Regions from separate parts of the Macaca mulatta genome. Here region 2 is linked to region 1. Evidence: chromatin contacts called from public Hi-C data. All regions are on one chromosome and are shown on one strand. The core of a region is the stretch at or near the end of the contact, and the rest is flanking DNA. Distances in the headings are between cores, read along the strand shown.

Region 1 (2,768 bases), core at 123-2,622:
TTCCGAGTCCTGGGCACCCTCGGGGGGAATCCCCAGGGGCCGCGCCCTCTCTGAGTTCCTCGGCACACTCGGGGGAAGGGGGGTCCCCAGGGCGGCACCCTCTCCAAGTCCGGGGCGCCCACGACACCCCCCCGCGAGCCCGCCCCTCGGGGAGGGTGGCCGCGCATGCGCCCCGCGCGCGGACTCAGTACGCGGGCACCTGGTGCTGGGGCAGCAGCTGGCAGCCGCTGTTGACGTGGCTGAGGACTTTCTGCTTGAGCTGCGCCACCTGCTCGCGCAGCAGGCTCGCTGTGGACGCCAGCTCCGTGTTCTGGCTCTTAAGGGTCTTCACTTTCTCCTCCAGGCGCGAGATGCGCTCCAGCTTGCGCTTGCGGCACTTGGAGGCGGCGATGCGGTTGCGCAGCCGCTTGCGCTCCGCCTTGATGCGCTCCTGCGTGTCCATGTCGATGGGCGACAGCGGCGGGCTCTCGCCGAAGCTCGGCACGTCGGGCACCGTCTGTGGCTCGTCCTTGAGCGCAGCCAGGCGCGGCGGCCCCAGCGCACCCGGGGGTGGCGGCGGCGGGAAGGGCACGGGTTCGGCAGCGAAGGCGACCGTCGCGGCGCCCCCCGCGCCCCCGGCGCCGCCCGCGTAGCTACTCAGGTTCGCGTAGACGGGCGCCTCGGGCGCGGCCGCCGCCGGGGCCAGCTCGCCGGGGGGCGCGGAGCCCGTGGCCGTGCCCGAGGGCCCCCCGGCGGCGGCGGCGGCGGCGGCGGCAGCGGCGGCCGCGCCCGCACCAAGCTGGTTCTGCTTGTGTAAATCCTCCAGGGCCTTGACGAAGCCCTCGGCGAACTCCTGCTCCTCGCTGGCCGCCACCTTCGGGTAGATGAACTGTGTGCTCGTCGGCGTGGTGGTGACCAGCCCGTTGGACTGGATGATGAGGCGCTCGAGCTCAGGGGAGGCCAGCTTCAGCAGCCCCAGGTCGGGAGAGGCGAGCAGGCCGTCGGGGGGTGCCGCGCTGGGGGCGCCGTCGGCGCGCAGGGGGGTTGGAGGCGGTGCGGCCGCAGGCTTCAGCGCCGCCGCCACCTGCTCACTCAGGCTCAGCGTCAGCGCGTCCTTCTTCATCATGCTGCCGGCCGCGGCCGTCGGGGGCGCCCCGGAGAACAGGCGGCCCGGGGACGCGAAGCTGCCGCCGCTGCCACTGGCGCCGCCGCCCAGGCCGCTCAGCGCCTCATCGCCGTAGAAGGGTGTTTCCATCCTCCGCCTCCCCCGCCGCGCCGGCCCGGGGGGGAGTGGCCGCGGCCTCCCGGGGGGCCCGCGCCCCCCCCGTCCGCTCGGCCCTGCGCCCGCCCCGGCCGCGGCCGCTGCGCCCGGCCCTCCGCTGGCGGCGGCTCCTGCGCCGCGCCGCTCGTGCGCCCTCTTATAGCCTCGGCTCGGCGCGATGAGCTCACCGCCCCCGTTCGCCATTGGGTGCGGGTGACGTCGCTCATTTGCATGGAGGGGCGGGGCCAAGCCACCGACGCCCGCCCGGCAGTCGTTGCCGCGGCGACGCGCGGTAAACGGCACAACAGCGCGCTGCCTTGTGGGTTGACGTCATGGGGGCGGGTCGCGCGCCCGGGCCGGGTCACCCCGCCTCGGGACCGCTGTGTACGACCGATCTCCCCGGCGCCGCCTCCGCCAAGGCACGTCCCGGGTGGCGTGATGGGCCCGGGCCACCAGGCGCCTGCCCTCCCCGAAGCCCCGCCCCGTGTCCGCGCGTGGGGCCCCGGCCGGGCGGGGGCGGGGGCGGGGGCGGTGCCGGCCTCCGGGGACTGGAGGGGGATGGGGTCCCGCATGGATAAATAACTCCTTGGCGCCTCCTGCTCTGCTGTGCTGCCAGCGCCTCCCCTAGCGCGCCTTCTGGAGGGGCTTTGTGCGGACTTGGGGCTGGAGGCCTGGTGGGGCTGTGTCCGGGGGCTCGCCGGGGGTGTGGGGCAGGTCTGCGTTCCCCACCCTCCCTCCTTCCCTCCCTCCTTCCACTCCGCGTGTGATTGCTCAGGGAGAGACCGGGGAGGGGAGAGGAGGGTCGCCAGAAGTTGCTGGAAGCGCTTGGATCCCGATCGTTTTCACTGAGTGCGTTGTAGAATCAGGAGTCCGACTTCCTGCCTTTACAGATGGGAAACTGGGCTCAGAGAGGTGGAGTGACCATCCCCCGAGAGTTAGCTAGGAGTCACAGCAGGGCCAGGGCTGTGACTAGGCCTGAGCTCTCATCCACCCTTAGAACCCTAGAACCTGGGAGTCCAGGCCCCTTCTTTCCGCCGCCTACGTTTTAACCCCAGGTCTGCCAGGGCTGTGATGTCCTGGGCGAGGGTGCCCAACTCCAGGGGCTGGGCTGATGAGGCAGGAATGCCGGCTATAATTATTACCTGCTTGTTACCACTATCATGGCTGTTAAGGCTTAATGGGCCACTATTAAGACTGGCTGGGAAGGGGGTGTGAGGGAGGAGAGATGGACCCACCCCACCAATACTCACAAGGGATCCTTAGGACTTCTGGATCTGACCTCTGCATGCACCCCTCCAGCTCCCCACCTCTGTCTGGATGGAGCTCACACCCTCCTTTCCCTGACCTTCCCCTCCCTCTCTCTGATCCTTGGCCTCCCAGTTGCAGGACTAATCCTACCTCTGGGCCTTTGCACGTGCTATGCCCTCTGCGTGATACTCCCTTCCCCCAGGGCAAAGACTTCAGGAAGTGCCCCACCCCCAGACTTTATTCCTTTATTGTAGACTCTGAATCTACCAGAATGATGGAG
Region 2 (2,768 bases), core at 174-2,673, 43 kb after region 1:
CTTGGTGGATCAGCTGACACCACCCAGACCAGTAATTTGGCTCAACCAGTCCTGCAATCCCACCCAGGAACAGAAGACAGCAAGAAAATCTCACTTCAACCCCCGCCCCCGCCCCCCCCCCCCCCCCCCCCCCGCCAATGACTCCATCTCCAACCTCAGGAAGCTCCAACCAATCAGCACTCCCCACTTCCTGAGCTCCTACCCGCCAAATTATCTTTAAAAACTCGGATCCCCTAATGCTCAGGGGAGACTGATTTCAGCAGTAATAAAACTCCAGTCTCCTGCATAGCTGGCTCTGTGTGAAATACTCTTTCTGTATTGCAATTGCCCTGTCTTGATAAATGGGCTCTGTCTAGGAAGCAGGCAAGGTGAACCCGTTGGGTGGCTACACACTGACCAGCTGGATTTAGGGAGAGCTCTCTCACTAATCCACAGTTCTGATGCAGCCACCCCTGGGGGGCCCTCCTGGTTACTGAATCTCCCACTGTCTCACAGTCTGGAAGTCACATCCCCAACAAGGGCCTTGGTTTCTCTCATTGAAAAAAGAAGGGCCAGATGCTGATGAGCCAGGAAACTCCCAGCTCTGGATTCCTTTTCTGATCTGCACACTGGGAGACACAGGCACTTTCTAGCCCAGATCCAGAACTTACAGAATCATAAACAATGTGGCCCTGCAGAGACCTGGGCTGCAATTTTTCCTTCTGTGTACGGGGAGGATGTACTTTGCCCACCCCTAGCTCAAAACGCTCCCTTCCTCTGGAATGACATGCTTTGTGAACCAAGGAGAAACACCACACCCCAGCACCAGGCCTACTTTTCAGCCAGAAAACAAGAGGCCTAGGAGGCTCTGCTGCTAGCATTTTAAGCATCTTACAAGCTCTGAAATTCCTAAAACCAAGTTTCACAACTCAGACTGGCCCCCTACTTCCCAGCACTCTAGGTTTCAATCTGGGAGGTCAGACTGGGTCCGAAGCGTAAGGGACCCCCTTCCCTGCCCAAAAACTCTCTGTTGCATTTGGCAGATCCCCACTTTTTTAACCTCAGTTTCCCAACCTGCAAAATGGGAAAACTAAGTAAGGCGAGGCCACTGTACTGTGGATACGAGTACGTGCAACCCTAAATCCCAGACACGAACGTGGTAGAACCACCTGCAGTCTCCAGCATCAGTTTCCCGGCCTTGTGCCGGGGGACGGGACTCAAGGCTCGGACCGTACGTTCGCCCCGCGCCAACCCAGCCCTCAGCGCCCGCCCGCAGGGCTCCTAACGACTGCGGTTCCCGCCTCCCGGTGAGACCCCGCCGTTGCTCTGCCCTCACCATGGTGCCGGCGGGGACCGGGCTCGCCGGCCACTTCCGCCGCCGCCGCTGCACACGCTCCCGGCGGTCTTCGCCACGCCGCGCCGCGCGCCACTGGGCTGAAAGAAAGTGGCAGAGACGCGAGCCAGTCAGCACCGGGCTAGAAGGGCGGTTAACCAATCCACGCGGAGTGGGGCGGGGCCCGCTAGGCGAAAGGGGCGGGCCGGGCCGTGTTCCCGCCAGAGGAACGAGGAAGAGAGCCGTAAAGTGCCGCGGCTTGTAATACAAAAGGGGGCGGAGCAACGCGCGCCGGGGCGGGGTGCATTGTGGGTAAACGCGTGCGCAGGTGAAACCTTCGTCGGTCTTCTGGGCTCCACGCTGTGGGCAAAGCCAGTAACTGCCTTTGCAGTTGAGGGAGAGAAATCCAGGCTTCGTGGTGATTGGGACGTCCCTGGTGTCGCCCTTCGGACTCCTAGTTTTCTGATTCTGTAATTATCCAGGGAACATCATTTAGTAGGTTGGAATCCTGACCACGACCCTCGGGGCCTCAGTTTTCTCCCTGTAAATAGTAGTGTCTGCTCCAAAACGTTACTTACTATGAGGATGAAATGAATGAAACCGTGTAAAAGCACTTAAAACAGCGTCTGGCATATATTAAGTACTTAATACCTATTCTGTGCCTGCTTCTGCTCATAGAAATGAACAGTACACAAAATTCGTGGCCCTTAGGGAGACAGACAGTAAACAAAGTAAATAGGCGAATGCTATTAGTTCCCTGGGGCCTGCTGTAACAAATGCCCACACACTGGGAGGCTTAAAACAACAGAACGTGATTTTCTCATAATTCAGGAGACCAGAATAATGAAATGAGGTTGTCAGTAGGGTTGGCTCCCTCTGGAGGCTCTGAGGACAATCTGCGTGTCCTATGCTTCTCTCCTGGGTTCTGGTGGCTGCTGGGAAACCTCGGAGTTCTTGGCTTGTAGATGCAGCCTTCCGCGTTCTGCCTCTGTCGTCACTTGGCCTTCTCTGTGTGTCTCTGAGTCTCAAACGACTCTCTCCTTTTTTTTTTCTTTTTTTGTAGAGACAGGGTCTCCCTATGTTGTCCAGGCTGGTCTCGAACTCTTGGGGTCAAGCAATCCTCCCTCCTCTGCCTCCCAAAGTGCTGGGATTACAGGCGTGAGCCACCGAGCCCAGCCTCTCCGTTTTCTTATAAGGACACGCCTTTCTCTTATTAAGCCCACCATAAATTCAGGATAATGTCATCGCAAGATCCTTAATTACATCTGCAAAGACCCTATTTTTTTTTTTTTTTTTTTTTGAAATGGAGTCTCATTCTATCACCCAGACTACAGTGCAGTGGTGGGATCTCAGCTCACTGCAATCCCTCCGTCCTGGGTTTAAGGGATTCTCCTGCCTCAGCCACCAGAGTGGCTAGGATTACAGGCACACGCCACAATGCCCAGCTAATTTTTGT

The links. A called contact is a pair of places that touch in the nucleus more often than the background predicts.
Region 2: a Hi-C map of fetal cortex germinal zone shows a contact between it and region 1, with 3 times the contacts expected there. The contact joins the promoter of LSM4 here to the promoter of JUND in region 1. A contact is called at or near these places in 6 of 14 Hi-C or Micro-C datasets (CD4 T cells, blood, cortical neurons and 3 more).

The regions. Positions count from the first base shown.
Region 1 is chr19:18,808,247-18,811,014 of T2T-MMU8v2.0, forward strand. JUND (JunD proto-oncogene, AP-1 transcription factor subunit) reads right to left here and starts at 1,373. Exons shown (of 1, transcript XM_015123347.3): 1 at 1-1,373. The coding sequence starts at 1,234. The coding sequence ends at 185.
Region 2 is chr19:18,851,339-18,854,106 of T2T-MMU8v2.0, forward strand. It overlaps LSM4 (LSM4 homolog, U6 small nuclear RNA and mRNA degradation associated), which reads right to left and starts at 1,424. Exons shown (of 5, transcript NM_001260573.1): 1 at 1,316-1,424. The coding sequence starts at 1,318.